Regions from separate parts of the Mus musculus genome. Here all the other regions are linked to region 3. Evidence: chromatin contacts called from public Hi-C data. All regions are on one chromosome and are shown on one strand. Each heading gives the region's core, a stretch centred on a gene start, on an enhancer-like site or on the middle of the called end of the contact. The rest is flanking DNA. Distances are from core to core; before and after follow the strand shown.

Region 1 (4,116 bases), core at 390-2,889, 850 kb after region 3:
AAGACGCGAAGAACCAAATGTAGCAACTGACAGTTTAACAATTACTTAACAGCCAGAAATAGCTGCTGAGAAGTGGCCAAGGTTCTTAGCCTCATTATATCATGGATGGCCTGTCGGCCTGTCAGCTGGGGCACTATGGCTCAGATGCAAACCAACTGGCTTTCCCAGTCAGCAAGGCCAGTGCCTCTGTCTACACTCCCCATCACTAGATCACGCAGGCAGAGCATTATGGGAGTTTAAAAAATAGAGTTATTTTCCCTCTACTCTACATGTATTTGTAGTTGTTAAGTTTGGAACTGAAAGGAACTTTCTACTGCTTTCAAATGTTATCTATGTAACTATTTTTCCTCACTAAAATAACTTTCCCTTAATATGTGCTACAGTTTGGTACATGTGTGTCCCTCAAGGACCAATGTGTTTTTATACAGTTCTTTTGTGTTCTTAATGCTATTGAGAGGTATGGTAGAGATTTTAAGAGGCAGAACCTAGCAGTGGGGGTCTTTAGGTCATTGGGGGAAGGGCTTGGGGGATCGTGAGCTCTAAGCTGCTGTCTCCCTTTTGCCTTTACAGCTGATGAATTTCAGTGGATTTACACTAGCATTTACTCCCACCACCATGCGCTCCTCGCCAAAGGCCCAAAGCAACTCAAACCATTCATCATGAACTAAAATGCCCAAATTGAGTCAAAAATAATCACCTTTTCCCCTTTATGATCTGGTTGTCTCTGGATGACAAGGAAGTGAGTTCTTTACTTCAGTATCTTGGTCTCTCTGATCTTCAGAAAAAAGAGTTATGTATCAATCCAGCCTCGCGGGCTTGAACACATGGTCTCCAGCCCGTAAAGGTTAAGGCGTGGGGCAGTCCTTGGAGGGAGGAGCTAGGTCACTGGTGGGTATGCCTTGAGCATTTGCTGCCCCTACTTTTTACCCTAGTTTTGCTTCCTGATCAACCATGATATGAACAAGCAGCCTCACGCGTCTGCAGCCGTCAGAGCCGTTCCAACCACTATATCTTCCCTGTACCAGGCTGAAGAACAAAACCTGGGCTTTCCCAGTTGTCATGGCGAGATGCTAAGGCCCCTGCAGCATTCTATGGGGGACCCGTTGATAGGAGAGCAAGGCTTGTTCCATGAACCTGAGCGTGAAGGTCACACAAAAAAGAGAGGGGATAAGCCAAACGTGAGCATGGGCGTCTTGTTGCTCCCAAGACACGGGTGATGAACCTTGGCCTTCAAGGAGATTCAAGACCTTAAACGGCAGCCTGGGGAAGAGGTTGCGAAAGGGCAGACTAGGAAAGAATCACTGTCACAATGGCAATAGGGTCCTAGCGATAGCAAAGGTAGAAATTGGAAAGAGTGCCTGAAGACATTCCATGACACACACAGGCCTGGGACTCTTAAAAGGTCACTTGTTCAAGCATCTTCTTAGCAACCACAGACCACAAGCACATCAGATCTCACCATACCTGGTGAACAGGATCCCCAGCAGAATGGGGACCCCACTTTCCCCCATCCGCTCCCCCAGCTCCTCTTTCTCTCCCCTACTGCCATCTGGAAGTCCACTTGAAACACCCACACTGTCCCCATGGCGCTGCGCTTCCCTCCGCTCAAAGACAGACGGACTCCTGTTACAGAGTCCCTCCTCCCCCTCCTGACATTAAGCCTCCTATCCTAGGATTTGTGCCACTCTGAGCCAAAGCACACCCCCAGGTCCTATGGCCTATCCAGGTATCGTGCTCCAAATCTAATCCATGGGGTGGAAAAGGAAACCACAAATTTGGAATAATGTACCAAGTATTTGATTTTAAGGATATGACAAGAATGGAAAATTTTGGAGAGCATTGTAGATACTATTTATAACGAGCATTTGTTAGCAACAAAGTATCATCGTTCCCTAGACTTTCTGTGCTAAGGAAACAAGGAAGGAAGGAAAAAGAAAAGAAAGGAGATAGGTAGCCTTGACTTTGTATGCCTTAGTCAATCTATGCGAAAGCTCAGACCAGAGATACCCAGTGGCAAGCCTTAGGGTGGAAGAGCATGAGAAGCAATAGAGCACCACGCCCAGGACAGAACAATGGGGTCCTGAAGGGACAAAGGAAGAGTTCTGGTTCTCATAGGCTTTCAGGGACGTGGAGGGGCAGAGCTCCATACTGTGTGACCTCTATGCTCAGTGGCACAGGTCACAAGGGACTGCCATAAACAAAGGCCTAATTTGAGGCTGCCTTGTGCTTGCCCAAGGTGATTTGGCTTAGCAAAAGCATGCTTGTGTGTCACACACAGTAGATCAACCCTAAAAGCCTTGAAAGACAAATGTGCAGAGATGAAAGAGTTCTGGGGATGCCCAGCAGTGACAGTCACACAACGCTGTGATTGTGTTAATACCAGAGAACACTGAAAAAGTTACAACGAAACATTTTTTGTCCTACATATTATATCTTTTTATTGATTATTTTATTTATTTACATTTCAAATGTTATCCCCACCTCTTCCTGGTTTCCTCTCCAAAAAAAACTCTTATCCCATCCTCCCCTTGCCCTCCTTGTTTATATGAGGATGCTCCCCCACCCATCCACCCACCCACTCCTGCCTCACTGCCCTAGAGCATTCCTCTATGCTGAGGCAGCAAGCCTCCACAGGACCAAGAGCCTCCCCTCCCATTGATGTCTGACAAGGCCACCCTCTGTTACCTATGCGGCTGGAGGCATGGGTCCCTCCATGTGTACTCTTTGGTTGGAGGTTTAGTCCCTGGGAGCTCTGGAGGTCTGGTTGGTTGATAGTGTGGTTCTTCCTATGTGGTTGCAAACCCGTTCAGCTCCTTCAGTCCTCCCCCTAACTCCTCCATTGAGGTCCTGGTGCTCAGTCTGATCTTAATGTAAAATATTATAGCTAAAATGTTTGCATTAATTTTCTTAAGTAAAATCAAGTTTGATCTGCATTTATTTTCCTTGGAGGCCAAGAAATGGAAATGGGCCCCTTTCACTTGGCATGACTTTCCCGATTCTCATCCATTTCTTTTTTAACAAAGTGTCTGCTATTGTATCAGTCTCCAATGTTTTTGATCCTGAAATGTTGACAGACATTGACGCTATAATAATAAAAGTAATTGTGCAAACAGGTTCTCTAAATTTTTCTCAGAACGATTTATTCTTTACAAGAGTAACGGTCCCTTTAACTGAGGCTGGGCACAGACATAAGGCTCTCGATGGAACAGGCAGGTGGGTAGGTATCCTTTACTGGAGAAGTTGAGCTTTGGAATAGTGAGAAAGCCCCACCCCTTCTCTAGGTCTCCGACACAATGTAAACAAATGAATTGGTTCAAATGAAATACTCCAGGACCCGCGAACACTGGATGTGATAACACTGTAAAATACTTCCTACGTTGAGAGCGTCTGCCCTGAGTTCACCCCAGCTCTTAATTTCTTTTATTCCATCCTAAAATACTTGTCCCCAGTTTGCTTTTAAGGGCACTAGGCTAGGTGCTTTCTCTTAAGTTATAATGTAGAAGCCACCATTGCCCTGTGAAAAGAAAAACATCTCCACTTAAAAGCCTGTTCTAAAGGTAAGGTTGGAAGAGGTTAAATAAATTACCCATTAACTAAGACGGAAGCTAGAATCTGGTGGCTGCAGAAGGTATACTCCTAACAGAGTCATGGTTTTGAGAAAGCATGGAGACTAGGTAAGCCTGTGTTGAAGGAGGTGTCTCCACTCTGGCGCTCTTGGTATAGCCCTGAAAGTAGCAGCTAACTCACTTCTTGTGTGTTTGTTTGGGAGGCAGTGTGTCCCGGATGGCTAGGCTGGCTTACCTGTCAGTCCTCTGCTGACTTACAGTATAACTGTACTGACTGATTTTGTGTCAACTTGACCCAAGCTGGAGTTATCACAGAGAAAGGAGCCTTCCTTGAGGAAATGCCTCCATGAGATCCACCTGTAAGGCATTTTCTCAATTAGTGATCAAAGAGGGAGGGCCCCTTGTGGGTGGTGCCATCCCTGGGCTGGTACTCTTGGGTTCTATAAGAGAGCAGGCTGAGCAAGCCAGGGGAAGCAAGCCAATAAGAAACATCCCTCCATAGCCTCTGCATCAGCTCCTGCTTCCTGACCTGCTTGAGTTCCAGTCCTGA
Region 2 (4,038 bases), core at 23-2,522, 560 kb before region 3:
AGAGTCTACCTTACATTTGTTATTTTAACTTCTACTACTCTTCCATTCCACACTTTCTTCAACTGTTTATGGAGAAAATAAAAAGCCACGTTTAAACGTTTTCTCCTTTAAATTTGAAAAATAACATTCTTTGTATCAAAAGATAGTGTTACACCTCTTTGGGACTATAGCCACACCCAGATTTTAAGGGTATACTACACAATAGCAGTTCAGTCATCTTCTGTTTTACACAGTCTTTATTCACTATAGAGTCCCTAGGCATCTTGCCCTCCCCAGCCCCCATATCTCACAGTCTGCAGGTCAGTGCTATCTTCTACAGCACCCCCTGATCCTGTTCTGCATGGTTCACCATGGTCTACTCATTCTAGGTATTTCCTGCTCAGCATTTCATGGACCTCCAAGGAGCTGAGATGCCCCACGCATTGTTTCAGGGCAGAAAAGACCAGCATGTTCCCACTTCATGTTCACACTGACAGACTTCAAGAGACTCAAAAGACATCTGTTAGTGCACTAAGGCCTTCAGTGCCTACACTGAAGGGTCTAGAACTTACACTTCAAGCAGACTTTTGGGGGCTGGTTTAAGTAGGTTTTGCTGGTGATGTTCAGGATTCTGATCTCATTGATGTAATATATTGGTGGTAGTAGGCCAACATTATTGAAAGGCTGACTGTAACAACAGCAGGACCCATTTTAAAGATACTTTGAGCATAGCTTTGATCTTGAGATGCAGGCTGATGGGGCCTTGGTCTAGGCGGCTCAGAAAAGCACACAGTGAGAATCAAGCCAGAAAGGAGAAACTGCCTCTGTCATACTTCTAGAGTGCTATGGTGTCTGCAATCTTAAAAAACAAAAAACAAGGCAGTTGTCCATTTATTGGGGGAAATTTTTGCCTCAGAAAATCCTGATTTATGAAGAATTACTAAAGAATTCACCAACATAAAACAAACTTTTGGCCAGCAGATGGCAGTAAAGGACCTTGGAAGTGAGTCCAGCAGTGCGTTCTGAAATGCTGGCAGGTAGCTCTTAACAGCTATTGTATAAGTGATTTATGTATTTGGATTCTGCTCAATGTTATATATGCATTACTGAATAAAACATTCACAGTGTATTTTCTAGCAGCAGCTGAGCTCCAATTCCAAGGTTCTGAGGCCTAATTCCCAAGGCTCAAAGGAGCCCCTGACATCAAATTGCTTTTCTTCCCTGAAGAGCTGCTCCACACCCCAGAAAAAGAAATGCTTAGAGCAGGGAGAGAGATTTGATGTGACCGCATCCTCAGAGCAGCTTACCCACTGAGGGAGGACGTGCGAGGAAAGCAAATGCCTGTCAGGCATTTCCTTGAGGCATAGCCGGTTGTTTCCTTCTCAGCACACGTCACACCCTAGCCTTGGGAGAGGAAATGCCTGACTCAGTTTCCACAAGGAAAAGTGGTTATGTTTTGGAGACTCATGCCAAATAAACTACTTCATGATTTTCTCCATCTTTTCCAGAGAACCCCAGCTACCCACAGCCACAGGAGCTGGGAAATCGAATTGTTCCAAACAACAGAGTTAGAGCTATGTAAATGCAGGAGCAGGGATCTGCCTGGGCGCTGGTGTGTACCAGTCAGCCTGGTGCCTGGCATGATGTGATTGTGTGGTGGTCACAGTGCTAGTGCAGGCCACAAGGCCAATGCCGTGCCTCAGCTCCAGGGAAAGGCTCCCAGAGAAGGAAAATGTCTTATTTAGAACAACGAGAGGCAGAAAGTCAGGCTCTCTTTTCTGGCAGGGAGACAGCATCTATAATCAGGGCAGACCAGGTACATCCCTGTGGGAAACACCAACCTGCTATTTCAAACATGTGGCTAACTGATAGTTAAGCGCTTTTCATTTACATGACATTTCATTACACACACATACACACACACACACACAGAGGAAAGACAATGCAGTTATCGCTATCAGTGTTAAGAGCTCACATCTGACCATTTTCTGTAGGCCAGGTGAACGCCAACCATTCTTACTGCATCACTGCAGGTGGGTTGTACAGCTGTTCTACACAGTCGACCCCGTTAGCCTCATTTTGTAGAAGAGGAAGCTGAGGACTATGAAATGCCTTGATATTCCATGGCATATACCATGGATATACCAAGGAGTCAGAACTGAAACGGTGAGAACTAAGACCCAGAGTCTTCCTAATTCCTGCCAGTGCTCTTCATCACTGTGACAGGGAGGGTGATAGCCGTGGTATTTCTCAGTGACAGCGAACACTTTCTTGTCCACAGAGTTTTTAAAAAAAGCTTCATCTACAGGAAAAGCAATAGGTGGGGGAAGAAATCACAGGAGAGATTGCTGTGAAGGAGCAGAAAATTCATTTCATGCCAACATTCCTTATGCATACTAATAGGAAATGCTACAGAACACCAGAAACTCACCAATGCCTTTACTAAATATTATTTATTAATAATCATAAAAATAAATGAGACTAGCTATGGTCTCATTTATCCCCATGGCTTCATTACCAATGCTCTCATGGTATTGACTGCCTGACCCGAGCTCCCTCTTGACCTCTGACGTAATCAGCATGTACATGATCCCTACCCCCACCCTTTCCTTGGCCATCATCCCTTCCGCCAGCACTCAGAGCTCTGGCTGGTCCTCTACCTGGAAATTATGCCTCCATTATCAACTCTCTACAATTACATTTTCTTGGTACCGTAATCTCTCTAACATATACATTTTGTATTATCACTTCAGTGACTGAAATATTTTAATTCCCTCTTACTGCGTATGTGTTTCCAACACTGTATTCTACCCACCTCCCTGGGCTAGAGCATAGGACGTCTCACACACGCCTGTATCACTTACTGCTTGCTAGTTTAATGGCACAGTGGTAGCATCCTCGCCCTCTTCAGTCCTAGTAAGCAAATGCCAGACACTGCTGAGGCTGCCTTGATTATGTCCTGTCCTTAGGGTTAGACTTTACTGGAAACATAGCCTGTGCCAGGTATAGTATTTATCATGCAAAAATCCTCTAAAAGAGACACTGTGCTCTTCATTTTTATCAGTGAAAACTGAAATGCTGAGGTCTTGTCCAGGGTGACAGGATCCACAGTCAACTGCATGCTCCACTACTGCCACCAGCAAATACCTGCTGTGTGTACTGCGCCCAGGTCCTGGAGCCCCTGCAATGGACCCACTCTGGCACATGATGCTGTTGATGACCTGCTCTAGGCTGTTCTCTCTCTCTTTCCACTTTCCCCTCAGAGTGCTAGAACGTTCAAGCTCTCATGTGCCCAGGGAAGTCCGTCTTCCTGTAGCCCTGTGCCTTCAGTTTTGACTGATATGAACAGAGTAGTTGCCTAGGGAATGGCCTGGGCACAATTCTACAACACAACTGCTAACAAAACTAGTGTAGAGGGCACTAGTGTTGGGACCCTTAGAATATCTTCATCCCCCTTTAGGGGACACAGCCATGCTTTAAAAACTGCACATGACACACATGACACACACACACACACACTACACAGAAAGAATATGTATGTGTCATACTGTACCTCATAAATACGAATGATTATTATGTGCTATAGTGGAGTGGTTTCTTCAGGGTTAGACAGAGCTGCTGTGGTGACCTACACAGGACTGACTACAGGCATGGCAATGAAATACGCAGAATCACAGTTGATAGTGGGGTCTACAATGGCAAGGCTACTAACATTCCCTTGTGGAAGGAGTGGGCAAGTAAGGGGATCTCACCTGACTATGGCTCCTTCCTGCCCCAGCTGAATTGAGGGTGCTGCCTGAGCACAGAGGTAAGGTTGCCCGTCCAGGGACTTCTTCATGGTGTAGCTGCTGATGTCATGCATGCTCCTGTAAGTAACCCTACGGAACCCATTGGTCACACAGCTGGACTTGCCAGACCCCCTTCCTTGATGTATTGGTGCCCTCATTATTAATGGTGAATATGTATCTCCAGGAAAACTCAGACAACATGTGTCAATTAAAACAAGTAATAAAATAGCAAGACATGACGAGTTTTTCTGTTTTGACTGATGGAGATTGC
Region 3 (4,425 bases), core at 678-3,177:
TGCAAAGCAAAGGGCATCTTCAGAGGCACCTTCTTCTTCATTGTCTGGATCATAAAAGTTCATTAGCTATTTGCTAGCTTGCAAAAGACCTCCCCCGCCTGAACCAAAGTCTGTGAAGCAGAGGCTGGGTCTGTCTGGACCACCCACTTGTACCTGGTTCTTACCATTGCACTTGACACATTTACTTCAAGAAATAGTTATTGAACAATGTCTTGTTTTTGCTTTTACATCAGACTTCTTTCTAAAGAAAGGATTCTTAGCTAAACACAGATAACAGCTGCAAAATAGGGTATGCCATCAGATGGGAGCAAGGGACTTGCTTCTCCTTGGAGTCTGTGGGGTGGAGGAACAGCAGGGCTTCCTTGGCACAACCCCCTTTCCCTGCTTCTGGGAAAATTACCTCTCTGTCGCTGGCCTCCTGTCCTGGCTCAGGAGTCTGACTTCACCTTCCTGAAAGCAGGAGTTTGGTTTTTTTTTTTTTTTCCTTCTAAATTCTGCTGCCTGCTGCCAGCAGAGAGAGAGAGAGAGAGAGAGAGAGAGAGAGAGAGAGAGAGAGAGAGAGAGAGGTGGAGCCTGCAGAGGCTGCTGCTGGACCATCCGATGCCGTTCAAGGAGACAGTCACATTAGTCACTGGGTCCTGGGGTCTCAGCGAGCAGTATATGCAAAGATGAAGAGGGAGAGGGCTTCGTGCTGCACCATCTTTGAGTCATCCCTGGGTGTCAGCACTCCCACCCCACCCCTGAGCATGACTGTGTCATCTGCAGCCATCTGCCCAGCCTCTCAACAGTGGTGCCAGCTGTAGTAGCTAAGAGGACCTCCCCCAAAAGAGGATGCTACTGAGGCTGAAGAGGAGGGGCCTTTAACCATTTTAGCCCCTCCCCTACTGTTTTATAAGTAAAGAAACTAGGCCACAGCTGAGATGACTGGCCCAAGGTCACCCCAGTAAAAATAGGGGAGCTGGGACCAGAATGAAGGGCTCCTAATACCCAAAGGTACTGGGACCGCATCAAGGAATGCTCCTTCTCTTTCATCTTGTCTCTGCTTCATCTTGTCCTCTAGACTCTTCTCGCCATTCTAGCCCTGTGTGGCCCAGCCTCAAGGACACCCCTGCCCCACTCCCGTGCAAGCTGCATCTTCCTGCTTGGTTCTAAAGGTCTTGCTGACTTCTGGTTATATGGTACTGGCCTAAACAATGCTCCCTGAATGGTTGCAAGCAGAGTGTGGAAGCCACATCTGGGGTGGGGGTGGGGAGGTGGTGGAAGCTGCATCTGGGGTGTGAGTGTGGGCATAGGGGGGCACGGAGCAAGAACTGGCTGTAGCCAGGATGTATGCTGACCAAGGCTGAGGACACTCATTTCCTTCCCAAGAGACTGAGTTTGACTTTCAGAGCCCAGAGCAATGCCCTGGGATGAGAGGCATCCCCAGACCCCTCCCTGGGCAATGGCTACTTTAACAAGCCCACACTGCCTTGGCCTTTGTACTTCCAGCCTCGTCCTCACTGCTGTCAAGTCTCCTCTTTTACTTTGATCCTCTCAACAGACTGTCATTCCCTTTTTAAGAGATGTCACCATAGTTGGCATCACTTGAGTCCTCTACCAAGCACACTCGCTTATTTCTCTGTCTCTTGGTCCTCCCAGGGGTCACTTTGGGCAGAATTGTGTCCAGGACCTGTCATCTCTGGTTCTGAAAGCTTGGCTGGCTGGAATCTGACCACCTGAGCCAGAAACCTGGTGCAAAGAGGAGGATGGGAGGCACCGGTAATGGTTTAAAGGCCAACCTGCAGTTAAGTAGGGTTTGGGGAGTGGGTAAACAAACGGCAGCTTGGTTATGTCACAGTCAGGTTATGCTCTGACATAGGGGTGCCTGGGAAACCTGGTCTGAAGGCCTACACGGCTGAACTGAGAACTGAGGACTGCAGAGCCCAGTCCTTCCGAGAGCATTCTCTAGAGTGTGATCCATGGGACACTGGGTCTATGATACACTCTGGCAATAAACGGTTCAGAGATCAGCCAAGTTTGGCACTCACAGCTCCCTGCAAATCTGTGCGTCCCTCTTGCCAGTCTGTCCCAGTACCCTTGGCTCTGACCCATCAGGCAGTAAGAAACATGAACAACAACCACTCTATGTCTGCTGACCTTAAAGCCTGGCAGATACCTGGGCCTTGTCAGGCCAAGAAGGCTCTGTAGAGGTGTCTCCTTATGTCCCCAAGATCAGGGCTCAGGGACTCCCGGTTTTGCTTTGGATTTTGTCTCCTCTTATTTGAATTTCTGGAGAGAAAACAAACAAACCAAACCAAACAAACAAAAAAATACCTTCAAAACCAAAAACTAACTAGTTAGAGCCCAGAGAAGAGCTGGCCAATGAAAGGCAGAGTTGGAGCATTACAGCATCAGCGAGACCGCCCATTGGCCGGCCTGCCCTGAGGAGATGCGGCTTCCCGCCCCTCCACGCGGTGCGGAGTCCGTGCGGGCAGCTCTGTGTGCGCGCCCCAAGATGCCCGGCGCGCGCCCCTGGCCTCCAGCCGGGAGCTCTGGGTATTTGCGCGCGGCCCAGCGAGCCTTAGACAGCCGCAGGATGGCAGCGGAGTCCGCGCTCACCAGTGGAGGCTGCGGGGACGCGTGGCGCTGGGCTTCTCTGCATTGGGGAGGCGGCCTGCAGAGCCCAGGACTTCCAAGGACTGCAGAGCGGCAGGACTTGGTCCCTGCGCCCATCGTTGTGTTGTGGCTGGGTGCGTTTCCTGTCCGCTTTTTAGCGTTACTTTAACCACCATCTCTGAATTGTGCTGGGCATATTGTTTCTGGAATGAGGGCTGCATTCCCAGTTCCCTCGTTACTAGATAAGACTAACTTGGCAGCCAAGGGCTTTCTGGCAGATGTCTGCTATAATCCCAGCCTTCCAGAGGCTGAGTCAGGAGGACTGCTGTGGGTTCAAGACCAACAAAATGAGACCTTGTTACCGCCTCCCCCGCCCCCCCTCGCCAAATCACAACAAAAATAAAGTCAGGGAAAACGAGTGTGTGTGTGTGTGTGTGTGTGTGTGTGTGTGTGTCTGTTTGCCACAGGGAACTAGTTATGTTATTGTGGGGCTGGCACTTCTGAAATCTGTGTACTCAGCGAAGGGTTAATGGAACTACTCAGGAGTTGGCAGGCAGGGTTTCCCTGCATTTTTTAATGGTCCCAACTGACTGGACTAGGCCCACTCATTTACCCTGTGGAGGGAGAAACACTACAGAATTATCTTAATTGAACGTGAGGGAAACACCATAGCTGAATCATATTCCCTCTGACCCTCAGGATCCCAGAATGTGACTATTTCAACAAATCTGTCAGGAGACCTAGAGACACACAGCAGCACTGGGGTGTGTGGGGGGTGGGGTGGGGTGGGGTGGGATGGAATGGAATGGAATGGAGGTGGGGTGGTTAGGTGTGTTACATGGGCAGAGTCAGCTAGCTGATGGGAGAGGTCTCTGAGAAACCAACTGGCTCTGCTCTGGCCTCTTGACTTCTAGTCCTCTGCAAAGGAGGAAAATATTTCTGTTGTCTAAGCTGTACTAGCCAGTGGCACTCTGTATGGCCCTAGATACCCAGATACAATACTGACACAAGCTCAGTCATTGCCGTGGTGTTTGTGTCTAGACTGCATGACAGGAGCCGTTTATCCATCTTTGGCAACTGCATAGGTTTTCATGCTATGCCAAAGGGCTTAGGTTTGAGATCTATCCATGCTGGGGGACCATGCAAGCATGTGCATGTGCTTGTGTGTGTGTGTGTGTGTGTGTGTGTGTGTGTGTGTGTGTGTGTGAGACATAGACTGGCGGGGAAAACTGAGGTCTTAGTCTGTCTTCTTTCTCATTCATTTTGTTAGTTAGCATATAGAATAAGTCACCGTATGGCCTTTGCATCCAGGTGCATCATGTTTGCAGTGCTCTGACTCCTAACATAACAGCTGTCCCCTCATCAGAGCAGCTTTGACTGCTTACAGGAGACCCTCAAGATCCAGCCTGTTGACTATTGGCATTCTCTGTGGAAGAAAGGGTTAGAGATTCCAGTCTCTCCCTCCTGCACCTCCTAGTCATTTGTATGTAATTCTGCCTTAAATGTTTGCAGCCTTGTGGTCTTGGGGACCTTAGAACGTATACCCTGTGAACAGTTAGCTGAAAGGGTTTCATCTGTGATTCCATGTATGCAGCTATAAAGTCACCACCATGTCAAGGTGAGATTTTTCTAGGAGCATAGCTACCCTGGAGTTCTCCATACTCCTGAAATAACTCCTTATCAATGTTCTATAAGTAACATTCCAGGTTAGAGGATTATCCCCCAAGTAGGTGAAATTGTTGATATTCTATAAGAGGGCATATATGTGTGTGTGTAAATATACATATATGTATATATATGTATGTGTGCATATATATATATAATAGATCT

What was found. A called contact is a pair of places that touch in the nucleus more often than the background predicts.
Region 1: a contact with region 3 is called in a Hi-C map of cerebral cortex, with 2.0 times the contacts expected there. The contact joins two enhancer-like sites. A contact is called at or near these places in 1 of 484 Hi-C or Micro-C datasets (cerebral cortex) and 2 of 115 datasets of contacts at active chromatin or transcription factors (astrocytes and embryonic stem cells).
Region 2: a Hi-C map of cerebral cortex shows a contact between it and region 3, with 14 times the contacts expected there. The contact joins two enhancer-like sites. A contact is called at or near these places in 13 of 484 Hi-C or Micro-C datasets (the AML12 cell line, the G1E-ER4 cell line, the N1E-115 cell line and 8 more) and 4 of 115 datasets of contacts at active chromatin or transcription factors (astrocytes, embryonic midbrain, embryonic stem cells and 1 more).

What each region holds. Positions count from the first base shown.
Region 1 is chr13:37,423,507-37,427,622 of GRCm38.p6, forward strand. All of the region lies in intron 1 of Gm4035 (predicted gene 4035), which reads right to left. Among named protein-coding and RNA genes, the nearest start is that of Gm4035, 9.6 kb to the right of the region's middle. Within about 2 kb of position 1,640, at least 9 of the 459 cell types and tissues checked have an H3K27ac peak or open chromatin away from gene starts, as enhancers often do. A contact at or near this core is called in cerebral cortex, where this site is marked.
Region 2 is chr13:36,018,464-36,022,501 of GRCm38.p6, forward strand. The region is part of intron 2 of Lyrm4 (LYR motif containing 4); the gene reads right to left. Among named protein-coding and RNA genes, the nearest start is that of Ppp1r3g, 53 kb to the left of the region's middle. Within about 2 kb of position 1,273, at least 43 of the 459 cell types and tissues checked have an H3K27ac peak or open chromatin away from gene starts, as enhancers often do. A contact at or near this core is called in cerebral cortex and cortical neurons, where this site is marked.
Region 3 is chr13:36,576,239-36,580,663 of GRCm38.p6, forward strand. No RefSeq gene overlaps it. Among named protein-coding and RNA genes, the nearest start is that of Gm46409, 34 kb to the right of the region's middle. Within about 2 kb of position 1,928, at least 187 of the 459 cell types and tissues checked have an H3K27ac peak or open chromatin away from gene starts, as enhancers often do. A contact at or near this core is called in cerebral cortex and cortical neurons, where this site is marked.